Linked DNA regions of Mus musculus: regions 1, 2 and 3 are each linked to region 4. The links are chromatin contacts, called in public HiChIP or PLAC-seq maps. All regions are on one chromosome and are shown on one strand. The core of a region is the stretch at or near the end of the contact, and the rest is flanking DNA. Distances in the headings are between cores, read along the strand shown.

Region 1 (3,559 bases), core at 95-2,594, 260 kb after region 4:
AACTCTGCCCAGGAGCAACGCTACTGTCCATATCAATCACTAGTCAAGACGATGCCCACAGACGTGCTCACAGGCCAATCTGATGGAGGCAATTGCCTCCTCAATGAAAGTCTCCTCTTGTTTGATAACTCCAGCTTGTGTCAAGTTGACAAAACTAACCAGTACATGGTACATGCTTGGATGTTTGTGCTGGCGTTCTTGTGTGTGTGAAAGTGCCTATTTGCCTATGTATGTGTAACTACATGCATATGTGTACCTGTGCATACATGGCACATAGTTGTGTTCATATGTGTTTATACATTTGTGTATGTACGTATTATGTAAGTGCATGTTTCTGTGTCTGCACATGTGTGTGGACACATGTGAATGTATGTGTGTGCTTGCATGCACCATTGTGTGCCTGTATGCGTGTGTGCACATGTGTGCATGTGTTTGCATTTTCATAGATGTACATGTGTATCTATGCATATGCTTGTATGTATGTCTTCTTATGTCTATATGTGCACGTGTACACATTCTTTTGTGTGTGGTTGTGTCTCTGTGTTCATGCATACCCAGGTACGCAAAACCAGATTTCCGAGATTGAAATGAACCTAAGGCTAGGTTTAAGGTCATTTGCCTTATTGGGGGAAACCCTAAGAGCCACAGTGGGAAAAGTGGAAAAAAATCAGGACCACCCGTTAGCACCTTTCTCTTCAGCTGTGTCTCTCAGGACTGAGAAGGTGAGGGGGAAGATAGGTCAAAGTCGGCTGGTTGCAGCAGGTCTGTGATGGGAACTTCTTTCTGGAATGAATTCAATTAGTTATCCATCTCAAAGGAAGTTAAACTTTCTCTTCCTGCCTCCATCTTCTGAGTGTATGATAAATAGTCAGAGGACCACCTCCAAGTATAGCTCAAGACCTTTCCTGACACAGCTAGTGGCTTCTCAGCTGGGGGATTGATGTGAGGAAGTGGCCTTTCTGTAGCCAAGACAGGGTCTGGCCACCGCATTTACTGGCCTTTGGCTTCTATCCAGTGAGTTGAAATTCCCATAAGGGTAAGGAAAGAGGCAACCACGAAGCTTCAGATGAGATGCTTAACGGGGTACAGAGCCAGGATCCCCAAAGGCAGACTGGGGAAGAGCCTTGGGGTACTTTTGGAACAAGAGTCAACTTGATAAGTCCTTCCTGTAGGCAGGGATGTGGCAGAAGTGACCTTTTCAGCAGTGATGGGCCCAGGCCACTTCATCCAGACGGTCACTCGGCGAACTATGTCAGGGCTGGGTTGTCAGCGTGGGAGTGCTCTCCTGGAGGCTCTGTGTATAAGAGGGAGTGCTGCTGTCCCCACCCAGACTGCCCTTCTGGCTGCTTGGGTGACTCAGGACTTACCAACACGTCTGGATATGCTGTGCAAGCCCCACCTCCTCTCCTCCCTTGACACCATCCCAGCAGGTCTTGGGGCCCATGGCCTCTTCCCATGTTCATCTGAGAGTTGTCAATAAGCTTTCAAGCCACTTCACTCTGGCTGCTTCCTTGTCTAGCCCTGGTGGCAAATCAGAGTCCCTGTTGGAGTCCTAGATGGGTAGGAAATCTCCTGGAAATAGCTCCCGAGGGGGTCATTTTGGGGCACTGTGGGACCACACCCACTCCTGACACCTCTGTGCCTTGCCAAATCCTACTCGATGGGCAATGTAGACATCATTTCCTCTCAAGTGTAGGGGCTGACAGTCTTGACTCAAATCCACACACCTTGACTTTGGAACTCACTCTCTTTCCTAGACACCACACCTGCTAGAGGAGGGAGGGCCCCGCACAGATACATTTGCAGGGCTTTGATGTCGGCTCAGGACAGGTGGGTCTCATCTTCTAGGAAGCCAAGCTTCTGCTGATTAGACTGAGGGGAGAGACTTAGACAAATCAGCAGGCTCTTAGTCTGGAGGAAAAGGCTCCTGGGTCTTCAGGTCAGAGGTGTTGCCAGTGTCACCCTGTGTGTCTTTACAGAGTCCACCTCAGTTCCTCCAAGGAGTTCTGGACCTGCCACCCGGCGTTAGTGTTGAGGTGGAGTGGTCATTCTTTGGGTTATTTCTCTACGTTCCAGGGAGTGTGCCATCAAGTTTAGGCATGCGATGTCTCACATGTCTCCTGTTACCACACCTGTGTACCAGAGACACCATTCTTACTGGCCGATGTGAGACAACAGCTGGGTGCGACAGGTCTAAGGCTAGTGGCAGTGTTGACTTTGAGCCCAGATCCGGGATTGACTGCAGGGCCTGCCTCTGCAGGAGAGGTTAGCCTGCCTGAAAGATCTGGTTATAGCTCCCCTTCCTCTTCCCGTGGTCCCAGTGTCTCCTCCCTGCCCTCACTCGGCAGCACAGACAAATCAGCTGTACCCCACACTAGGCCTGGGCTGCCTTTTGGGTTTGCAGAGCTTGCACTTGCTGCAGCTTTGTGACCCAAGAGGTTATCGAGTGGGCTGGCTCTGCAGCTACCTGCCCAGGAGAGAGAAGGCACCAAGTCTTTTTATCTGCCCCCACCCAAAGAGACCCAGGTAGTGGGTGTCTACCAGTCTGACTAAGCTCTCTAGTACCCTGGGGGTGAGACCTGCACTTGTGGGATAGATGCTCTGGGAAGGGCCTGCCTCTAGGTCTTGTAGTCTGAAGGAGGCAGACTACGAGTGGTAACCCTGACTCAATGTCTCACTCTCTGGACCTCAGGGAAGAGAAAGAAGTGGGGGATAACTCACCCTTCTTAAAAAAAAAAGAGGGAACACAAACAGACACAAACAGGGGAGCCTCCCTGAGCCCCAGGATGGCAGGGTTCTGTTAGGTGTCCCATTGTCTCCTGGCTGAGGGAAGTAAGCCAGTGCTTTCTTTGACAAAGATGCAGCTTGGGGGCCTGCACCTCCCTTAGGCTGTTTGCTTTGCAGCCTCAGAACTGACCAAGAATGACCTCTGCTTCCTCCCTGCTCCCTTTCGGTGTGGGCCGCAGCTGGCAGTGGCATTCAGAGCCAATTCTGGGAAGGCATCTGACCTTGGAAGGAATGTAGGAAATGTCTAGCCAGGAGCAGCCACCCCCTACCTGTGGCCCAAGAATGTGGGCTCTGGGCCACCTGTGGCCCCCAAGAGAGGTGCACATAGACACGTGGTTGGAAAAGAAAGGGGGTACAAGATCCAAGACTGGAATAGCTGGAAGGCTGTCTGGCAACACTCCTACGTAACAGAGGGCAAACTCTTGTGGTGGCAGCACTGTGCCCTCTCCGGTCTCTGGGTCCCCTGGAGCCTGAGGCCACAGACGCAGCTGCAATGTTTGCTTGTCAGACTCACAGGGCCCTGGGATACCAGCACAGAATTGACATGCACAGTGGCCACCTCCAGCCTGCTTTCCCGATGGGGAAACTGAGGCCCAGAGAAAGGCTGGGAGTTAATTACAGGGCACTAGTTATGTGCTGAGACCAAAGGTTGTTTTTTTTTTTTTTTTTTTTTTTTTTGGTTTATTTTTGTTCTGCTTTATCATAGCTCCTCTTGCTGCCTTCTCCTGCAAAGGGCCTACTGCAAATATCCACAAAGGTCCTGCTGGGAAGT
Region 2 (3,170 bases), core at 188-2,687, 380 kb before region 4:
AATATTAAATAGCAAATCCCAGAAATAAATAACTTACAACTTTCAATGCACGTGTCATTTGAAGGAGTGTGGTGAACCGCTGCGCCATCCTACCCAGGTCAGTTGCCTTTGCTCTATTCTGTGCATCTAATCCAGCAGTTACTTTGTAGCTGTCTCAGATGTATCAACTGCCATCATTCCAAATGCCTCTATTAATAGTAACCAAAGTTACGCCACAATACCCATGTCACTATCTCATCACTGAGATACGCCATCATCTCATGTTGTCACATGAGGATAAGGTCGGGAACAGTACAGTATCTTTAGAATATGCATTTATAGCCTTTTATTACTTGTACAGACTCATGGTCATTTAATTTATTGTCAATTATTGTCCATCTCTTGCTGTACCTAATTTATTCATTATACTCTGTCATACGCTTGTGTGACTAGGAGGAAACATAGCACCTGGGGGCGGGATTAGTACTATGTAACTTTAGATATCTATGGGGGAGGGGGATGTCCAGGAGTTTCTTTGGACGAGAAGAGACTATGGTGTTTGCTTTTTAATTTTTTAAAAAAAAAAATCTATGTCAGCATAATTGGCATGTCAACGATGTTAAAGTGTAGGCAGTAAAAGCCACATCATTTCATTTCCAGGGCCCCGTAAAAAAGTGAGATTGTTCAAAAATTAAGACTTCAAGACAGCAATAACAGCATCCGACATTGGAGGTGAACCCTCCTGAGGACTCACCTCCCCGTGACGTGGTCCTGAGAAAGCAGTGAGCTTTCAGCTCAAACAACAGAGCTCTGGCCCGACCCTGCTGGACACACTGTAGCCTGAAGGGAAGGCTCTGCCACAGCCTTAAAGCACATGACATAGATTCTGTGTCCTCTTTAGAGTCATAGCACAGACTAAATATTCCAAATGGAAGCAGGGACCTGTGGGCCTGGAGACTCACAGATATCCTATTACAACTGGGAGATGTGCTGACCAATCCCCAGGGCAGAGTGAGCTGAGCTGACAACCAGACCCACAGTAAGGGTCCCTGCGAGCCACTGTAGCCCAACCATGAGTCACCCTGAGTTGGAGACTGGCCCTTAGCATCCATGCCAGCAGGCACAGGAACTTCACCCCACCACAGCGACATCTAAGTTGGGCGCGGTGGCAACATATCCCAGGCCCTCTTCATAGTCATCCCTTCAAGAAAAAGACCCCAGTCAACAGGATTCTATTGATCGGGCTCACCACAGCCTCGCTCAAGTGGAGCACCCTTGGCTGCTGGTCAACGGAGAACTCAGATCAGGACTCCCCGCAGCATGTATCCTTGGGGCTCGGGAAAAGAACAAAGCCAAATCTTATCACCAAACAAAGCAGGCTTGGACGTTAGGCCCTGCCCTCAGGGACTTGGGAAAATGCCCATTTCTGCTGCCGTTTGCTCCCACATAACAGAGCTTTTCTACTGCTGCCTGGTGGTTGGGCTGTCTATCCCTCGGCCACAGACAGCTTCTCAGGCTCTGCTTGCAGTCCCACACCGGCCTCTGGCACCCAAGAGCAGCCTTGTGTGCACTCTCTCTGTGCACATCACAGTGACCAACAGCAGCAGCTCGACTGGGACAGGAGAGCCACAGATGAGGACTTCTGTGGCTTTCACTTACCCTCGTCTCCCTCCCCCTGCTCCAGAGCAGTGCTGGGGAGCTGTTGGTTAGACACAGGTAGCTCTGGGATGAGTAGCGCCCACTACTGTTCGCTATGCTTCCTCTCCATGAAGACAGGGCCTGCTCTAGTTTTTGTTTTGAGAGAAGGGGTGCTTTTTGTTGTTTTTTATGGGGAGGGGGCTGATAGGTTTGTCTTTTGTTGTAGTTATTGATGCGCAGCCTTGAACTTGGTATTCTTCGGCCTCAGGCTCCCAGTTGCTAGGGTGGGCGTGTTTTGATTCACCGCACTCAGCTTTACAGACTGGCGGACAGTAGGGGATGGATGAGTTTTAGTGGACTACTGCCCATCTATTCTTTAAATAAATACATAAATGGATTTTACTAAGACCAAAACCTCATCACTTTTTTTTTTCACCATTTCCATTCTTTTGAGAATTTCATGTACTTATAAAATGTGCTTTGATGAAACCTGACCCCATTCCCTCCCTTTCCACACCTCCCCCATGTCCCACCCCCACATTTCCCTCACAACTTAATGTGTTCTCCCTTTAGCCTCCTTGGAGTCCATCTAGGGCTGCCTGCATATGTATAGGTGTAGATGCATCTACTGGAGCACGGGCAACCTCCCTCTTAGTAGCTGCATCCCTGGAGAAAACTAACTCCACCCCTCCACTCAGCTGACTGCCAATAGCCCTTCAGCTAGTGATGGGATTTCATGAGTCCCACCCCCACCCCAATCCTTGCTGGGATTTTAGCTGGCCTGATCTTATGTAGTCACAGCCCTGCACACAGCTATTCTTTTTTTTTTTTTAAGATTTTTTTTTCAATGTATATGAGCACACTGTCACTATCTTCAGACACACCAGAAGAGGGCGTCAGATCCCATTACAGATGGTTGTGAACCACCATGTGGTTGTTGGGAACTAAACTCAGACCTCTGGAAGAGCAGTCCGTGCTCTTAACCGCTGAGCCATCTCTCCAGCCGTTTAAGAACACAGTTGTTCTTAATCCAGGGTGTACTGGAATTCAGCAGCAAAATCATGTATATAATACCTTATGTAGTCTACCATAGAAAGTTTGCATAACAACTTCTACATAAGGAGAATTTAGGAGGATAAGTGAGAAATTAGTAAATGTGGGTTACCTTTCATGGGAAAGTCTGGGCAGGCAGGATCAAGTCTTTCCAAGGTATAGGCCTTCATTTTGAACTCCCAGGTCTTTAAATGTATTACTCAACCAACAATTAAAAGGAAGGGAAATGACAATTGGTAGAAGAGAGGGAGAGAGAGAGGAGGGGAAAGAAGTAGAGAGAAGTGTGATCAGGACCCACCAGGACTTAGCCTTGATGCCAAGGCTGATGGGCTGAATTCTAATTAGGGGGAGGGGAAGCACAAATCTCCAGGCCCATGTGCTGTGGCACAAATGCCAAGCTTCCATCCAGGTGAGAGCACCACAGTCATTCTTGGCTCTCCTGGGTCAGAGTCTTTTAAGGGTCAGTCAATAACAGCACGTGTTCCCAGCCTCAGAGGCTC
Region 3 (3,486 bases), core at 816-3,315, 270 kb before region 4:
AATGAAGGTGAATTAACAAATGGTACTGGGGTTGGGGATTTAGCTCAGTGGTAGAGCGCTTGCCTAGCAAGCGCAAGGCCCTGGGTTCGGTCCTCATCTCTGGAAAAGAAAAACAAAACAAACAAACAAAAAACAAATGGTACCATGTGTGATGTATGAGTAAGAGAAACTAAGCACAGAATAGTAGTGCCTCCTGAGAGGTTCTGTTATAGAAAGTCCAAGCGCTCACAGACAAAATGAACAGTGTCAGACAGAGGCCACCCTAGGGAAGAGGGTGAGAGAGTGACCAAGGGAGCTTCTGGGGTGGCAGTAATGACTGAATTCTTCCTTTTGGTGGTGGTTTCATCAGCCTGTTCCCTGTACCATAATTTGGTGGTCCATACTCTAGGTTTTACGCACTTTCCCATATGTTCAGTTTACTTCGACTAAAAAGAAAAACTTTTCAAGTAGATAAAGAGTATGGGGGTGGAAATAAGAGAAGGACAAAGATTTTGTTTTTAAGTTGCTATTGGATGAAAGTTTTTGGCCTTGAGGCAGAGTCTCAACTGTATAACTCTAACTATGAGGCACTGTCTCTTGGTAGACCCAGACGACCTCATATTTGTAGAGTCTCCTGCTTCTGTCTCCCAAGGGCTAAGACTGCCAACACTCAGGCAGCCATATAATCAGTCTTAGTTTTCCTCTCAATCTATACTCATTGTGCACAAAAACTGGTCCTTCTGGCGAAGACCTAGTGTTGCCCAATCTAGGAGTAACTTCCATATCCAAACATAGACTTGGCTGTGAAACCAAAATTGGAGTTCAACTACAGTGACATTTGCTGGGCCCTTAAAAAATATAGACCTTTGATATCCTAGCAGCGGAGCTGAGCCCGGGGTTGCTGGATTAGCAGGTGGGGACAGGTTTTTGTGGCTACATTTGTTATCATTGTCCAAAGGAATGGCCCTCTCCAGTTGCTGTTGAGCATGTGTGCTCAGTAGCCAGCACTCTTTTTCTCTCCTATATACATCCTATCCTTATTCAACGGTCTAGAGAAATGCTCAATTGCCCCAAGGAACCTTTCTAGGGAAGAAAGTGACAGGAAAGGAACCTCTGGTCATAGGCTCTATGGTCTAGAAAAATGCTCAGTTGCCCCAAGGAACATTTCTAGGGAAGAAGGTGACAGGAAAGGAACCTCTGGTTATAGACTCTACCGATGAAGGGGGAAAGGCTGGAAATGGGAGTTCCTTTATAGGGAGGTCACATCCCCTTCACAAAAACAACCCAAAGAGAACTAACTGGTACTGATTTTGGATTGATGAAGTGAAGACACCCCAGGGAGGAAGTGGCAAAAGCGAGGATGAAAACACTTTGATTCCACAAGGTGCGTCAGGGAAAGTTGGCGTTCATTTCGCCCGGGATGGAGACTTCTCTCCCACGGGGCCACGATTGGGTCAAAGGAAACCCCCGCTCCCCTCCGCCCTTACCTCATTGGTGTGTGTAGCCCCAGCCATGAGTCTACCAAATTTTCCCTCCAGTCTGCCCATCCCCACCCCTATCAAGGCTGGAACTTTATTAAGGCAGATTAAGGTTCGGTCAGTCGCCCAGAGGAACAAGGAACCTGGAAGGAGAGATGAGGAGCCTGATGAATAGGAACTGTGCCCAGGAAGAAGGTAGGGACTGGGCGTGGAGAAGGAACACGCGATGGCTGCTGCGGCCCGGGCGATCGCCAGCTGGCCGGCTCAAAGGGGTGGTTTCGGGTCTTCTGGAAGGCCCAGAGGCTCACTAGAGATAGTCAAGATTCAGGAGTACATGCGTAGCAGAACGCTCGCCTTGAGAGGCCGTGGGAACTCAGGAGCGCAGCACCCGCCCGCGCTTGAGCACCGCGAGCCCACAACACCCTCCAATTCTGAGTTCCCGTCACTCTGCTGCGTTTTCCCCCTCACCCCGCCCCCAGCTCAAGAAACGCCGGGGAAATGGGCGGGGCCTGGGCGGGGCCCGCCCCTTTTCCTGCTCTGATTGGCTGATGCAGTTGTCCATCCTGACTCTATTCTTGATGGAGGGGGGTTACCACCCGCTCTGCCCCAGATCACGTTTGCCACCCACAGCCAAACACTCTTGTCCAAGTCCGCGGGCAAGAGGCGATTGGGGACGAGCGAGCTCGGCATCTCAGGCCCAGTCCGGTCCACACCAGCCCGAGGCGGAATATCCTGATCGCCCCCCACCAGGCCACCTCCCCTCGTGGAATCGGAGCGGCGGCCTCACAGGAAGGCAGAAGCGAAATGTAGCGAGCCGGGTGTCGCGGTTGGACGCTCGCCTTGCCTGGGGGTGTAGCGGGGAACACGCGGGGGCTCGAGGAGGACGGCTGAGGGGGAGGAGTGATGAGAAGAGGGGGTACCCTACATCCCCCAATTCCGCGGGCCCCTGCTACCACTCTCCAGGCGCCCTTTCTCCCCAGCAAGGCGCAGGTCAGTGTTGTTGGGTCTGGGAGGGAGGGAGACGAGGGCGGGGGACTCCAGGACGCAGTGCTTTTGCAGTCTTGAGTTGCCGGGAGTCGGCGGAAATCAACTAGGCACTCCTCCTCCCCACCCCTGTAGTTGGGGATACCTAAACCGGGCTTTTTTGTCCATCCCCGCTTGGAAAGGAGACGCGGCTTCCTAGAGCCTGAGGCCCATCGGTAGTGGCTTTACTGCTGATGTAGTTGAGAGACTGGCCTGCTCCCCTTGCTAGCCCCCTTCCAGGTCAAAGTGGCCTGCCAGAAAGACGGGAGGGAGGGGGCAGTCAGGTTTTAGCGAAGGAACTCAGAAACTTTGCTGGCTCGGGGGCGGTGGACTCAGACTGAGTGTTTCCTCTTGGCTGACTAGTGAGGATCTTTGAAAACAACGGTGCTGTGTTAAGGTGGCTTGGCTGGTGACCGAGTTAGTGGAAGACTCATAACTTGGGCCCTAGAGTTTGATTCTGCCTTAACCAAACTGGAGTTGACTAATTGTGAGTGTTTGGAATACTAACAGCCTGTTCATCATACCTGCAAAACCCTCTGGATTTTTTTTTTTTTTTTTTTTTACTATTGAGAGCCATGCTGGTGAAATGCAACAAGTTGGTGGCAATTCGTGGGGATTCCTTTAAGCTAAGAAAAGCAGGGCAGGCAAAGACAGACATGATTTGGGAGTAAATGCATATTAGCTTGTGACACTTGGATTTGCCTGACTTTGTTTTTCTTTCCTCTTTCTACACCTTTTACCGATGATATTTTTGTTTTTAAGAGTTACACCATGTCTGGCTGTCAGTAACCCGAGAGGAAAGGGGGAAGGCCAGGCAACCAAAAATGTAGGAATAAACAGTAGCTTCACCCTCTGTCTCTTCAATCTAGTTAACTGCCGGGTCCTATCTGACAGGCTCACAGGATCTAGCATAGAGAGAAGTGTAAATGCAGCCTGGACCAGGGTTTAGCCTGTGGTTTCTGTAACACTCGACTTTCAAGGGCAAGAGTAAGAAGGAGGCCTCTGG
Region 4 (3,197 bases), core at 158-2,657:
CTTCGGAAGAGCAGTCGGTGCTCTTAACCACTGAGCCATCTCTCCAGCCCTCAGTTGGTGCTCTTAACCACAGAACCATCTCTCCAGCCCATTTTTATTGCACTTGCATTTTATCTGCAACCTGGCACGTGAGGGCAGGTGTGGATACATTTACTGAGCCATCTCTCCAGCCCTCAGTTGGTGCTCTTAACCACAGAACCATCTCTCCAGCCCATTTTTATTGCACTTGCATTTTATCTGCAACCTGGCACGTGAGGGCAGGTGTGGATACATTTGTGATGTCATATCAATGCTCCCAAAGTTCCAGACTGTTAAGTATTTTGAGGATACCAATTTAGGGATGCTCAACTGGTATAGCATACTCTTGAATATAAATAAAATATGGATTTTGTTACACTAATATGCCTATAGGATCAGGGGTTTCAGCTCAGTAATAGAACACTGGCCTCTCGTGTGGGAGGTCCTGGGTTCATCACCAGCACTGCAAAACACAACAAGTAAAAATACATACTGCCTATATAGGACATATTGTTTTGATTCCATGCATGTGTTATATATGTGTGCGTATGTGTGGTATCTGTAGAGATACATACTTGTATAATCTGTGCACAGCCCACGGTCACACTCTCATGTGATCCAGGGGTCAAACCCAGGTCTTTTTTATTTTTTAAGATTTATTTATTTTATGTATGTGAGTACACTGTAGCTGTATAGATGGTTGTGAGCCTTCATGTGGTTGTTGGGAATTGAATTTTAGGACCTCTGCTCACTCTGGTCAACACCATTCACTCTGGCCCAAAAATTTATTTATTATTATAAATAGATACACTGTAGCTATAGATAATAGATACACTGTAGCTATCTTCAGACACACACAGAAGAGGGAGTCAGATCTCATTACTGGTGGTTGTGATGTCACCATGTGGCTGCTGGGATTTGAACTTGGGCCCTTTGGAAGAGCAGCCAGTGCTCTTACCTGCTGAGCCATCTCACCAACCCCAAACCCAGGTCTTTACTCTCACTATCCAGTAACTCTACCAACTGAGCTGCAACCCAAGCTTGTGTTTTGCTCCATTTTTTAAAAAATGTACATGTATTGCTTCTAACAGTCAGGTAATGGTCACGCCCCTCAGCCTGCACTGCTACACAGGGCCTCAACCACGTGCAATAGAAACCCCTGCTTGCTTCCCAGTCCTCCCTTTTATCTCCACCAGGGAGATCTTGCGATTTCTGGGCAGAGACCTTGGTGCTTGTCCTGGTTCTGCAGAAATGCACTCAGCCCTAGGGTCCGGCTCCAATGGTACCACCGTCCAACAGAGTCAGTATCTCCTTTGTGTCAGGGTAGCCACCTGTTTCCTGCTGGCCTGGATTCCTCTGCTAGTGTGAGTCATCTGTGCAAGCCAGGCCCTGGCTCACAATGTAGATAAGCATTCCCATAGCGGGCGTGACTCCAGACCCCACTGCTGCCTCTACCTTCTGGCAGACCAGCAGACAGGCGAGTGGTGGAGCTGGCCGGAAGTCCTCACACACTTCCGTGTCTCCTTTCTGTTGGTGTCTAGGGCGCAGTCTTGGTGTTCTGCCTAATGTGGTTACAGTCTGTATTCACCAATTGCTAGGGCTCTCTACCTGGTGACATTTTCTTATTGGTGGTGGTGGTGTGAATCTAAGACCTTTTTTTGTGTTGGAAGCCATCTACCCCTGGGTTATCCCAATTCTTCCTGTAAATACTGATTTTAAAAAGACAGCCTTTTTCTCTTCCCTTCCTCTCCTCCTCCTTCTCTCCAGAGTTTCTAGTAGCCTAGGCAGGCCTTGAACTCCTGATCCTCAAGTTCCACTTCCCAAATGCTAGGATTTCAGGCACTCACTATGATGCCTTGCTGCCTGGAAGGCATCTCTCTTTTCCTTCTTCTCCCTTTCCCTCTCCTCCCTTCTCTCCTTCTTCCACCCATCCCTCCTTCCCACCCTCTTTCTTCCAGAGATGGATGTCAGATCCTTTCAGGCTCCACAGTCAATGCCGCTCTTCTTCCCATGGCCAAAGCTGAGGGGAGAGGCTCTCCAAAAATGGCAGGTCCGCTGGGGAGCAGGGGTATGTGGCCTCTTGTAGTGTTAAGTGACTAAGTCATGATGCTTGACCCAGAATCTTCTGTACCTTCCCAGGAACCTTCCCAGTCCCTGCAGAGCAGCAGGAAGGAGATCTGAGTGGAGTCCCACCCAAGCGGAGCATTTCCGTGGAGGAGGGTGACTATGACTGCCTCTTAGATTTACACAGGACAGAGCAGGCAGAGAATTCCATTTCTTCCCTAGATCCTCAGATGCAAAGATCCAGGGATCCACAATCTGCATGTCTGTCTCCTTCCCATACCCCACCACTCAGCACTGGAAGCTGAGCCTAAGGAGGCAGAGGCCTGGCTTAAGAGACACTGGTGGACATACCCTCCTATCCAGCCAGTGCTGCCTCCTCCTGGCCCGTATTCACAGAGAGGTTTAGCAAGAGGAGAAAGCCCAACCTGGGAACTCTGATCCCTGGCTTTCTTTATCACCTTCACTTGCAGCCTGGGTGGTAAGGACTAACCTTGGATGTGGCAAGGACACAAACAGAGACTCCGGACTAATTTAGATTCCCCCTACACTCAAAATCTTCCGTCAATAGGCAATCGTGACTAACATTTACTGATCCCTTAATGTGTGCCAAGCCTTTTCTGTGTTGGGAAGTGAGTACGTTTATTATATTTTGCACATAGGATACTGAGGACCAGGGTGGCTCAGTTAGCTAGTTGTCCAGTAAGGATATGAACTCTATGTCCTTAACCCATGAAGCTGTCCTGCTAGGGTTATGCTGTCTACTTCGGAGTTCTGAAAACAACCTAACATCTGACCTTGTCTCTGCTCATGTCATCCTATCTGTATCCCAGGTCGTGACTCTGAGACCTGACCACTCACGAAACACCTGGCTCTCAACTCCCCATATTGAGCCTACTGGAAGCCCTCTGGTGGTATTTCTCAAAACATGAGAAGGCTCTTCTAGTTCATTCAGAGACTACTGCCTGCCCACTTTGCAGAATTCCACAATGATGCATATGGGTGGCAAACTTATCCCATTAAAGGTGGGAAGGATTGGGGCCCAGTAAGGCTCAGTCATCCAGAATTGCCGAGTGTCCAAGCAGAACTCGGATACAGAATTCTCACGTTGGCTTTCG

What was found. HiChIP or PLAC-seq counts read pairs in DNA pulled down with a chosen protein or histone mark.
Region 1: a FOXA1 HiChIP or PLAC-seq map of pancreatic cancer cells shows a contact between it and region 4. The contact joins two enhancer-like sites. A contact is called at or near these places in 1 of 15 datasets of contacts at CTCF or cohesin (the NIH/3T3 cell line), 3 of 115 datasets of contacts at active chromatin or transcription factors (acute myeloid leukemia, embryonic basal ganglia and pancreatic cancer cells) and 1 of 9 other capture datasets (liver).
Region 2: a contact with region 4 is called in an HNF4G HiChIP or PLAC-seq map of pancreatic cancer cells. The contact joins two enhancer-like sites.
Region 3: a FOXA1 HiChIP or PLAC-seq map of pancreatic cancer cells shows a contact between it and region 4. The contact joins the promoter of Slc41a1 here to the enhancer-like site in region 4. A contact is called at or near these places in 5 of 39 promoter capture datasets (the 3T3-L1 cell line, liver and pre-B cells) and 1 of 115 datasets of contacts at active chromatin or transcription factors (pancreatic cancer cells).

The regions. Positions count from the first base shown.
Region 1 is chr1:132,352,272-132,355,830 of GRCm38.p6, forward strand. No RefSeq gene overlaps it. Among named protein-coding and RNA genes, the nearest start is that of F730311O21Rik, 12 kb to the left of the region's middle. Within about 2 kb of position 1,345, at least 60 of the 459 cell types and tissues checked have an H3K27ac peak or open chromatin away from gene starts, as enhancers often do. A contact at or near this core is called in pancreatic cancer cells, where this site is marked.
Region 2 is chr1:131,713,419-131,716,588 of GRCm38.p6, forward strand. Rab7b (RAB7B, member RAS oncogene family) reads left to right here. Exons shown (of 6, transcript NM_145509.3): 6 at 1-2,021. Among named protein-coding and RNA genes, the nearest start is that of Gm30104, 19 kb to the right of the region's middle. Within about 2 kb of position 1,438, at least 26 of the 459 cell types and tissues checked have an H3K27ac peak or open chromatin away from gene starts, as enhancers often do. A contact at or near this core is called in pancreatic cancer cells, where this site is marked.
Region 3 is chr1:131,825,947-131,829,432 of GRCm38.p6, forward strand. Slc41a1 (solute carrier family 41, member 1) reads left to right here and starts at 2,066. Exons shown (of 11, transcript NM_173865.3): 1 at 2,066-2,447.
Region 4 is chr1:132,094,349-132,097,545 of GRCm38.p6, forward strand. No RefSeq gene overlaps it. Among named protein-coding and RNA genes, the nearest start is that of Gm37120, 6.6 kb to the right of the region's middle. Within about 2 kb of position 1,408, at least 57 of the 459 cell types and tissues checked have an H3K27ac peak or open chromatin away from gene starts, as enhancers often do. A contact at or near this core is called in pancreatic cancer cells, where this site is marked.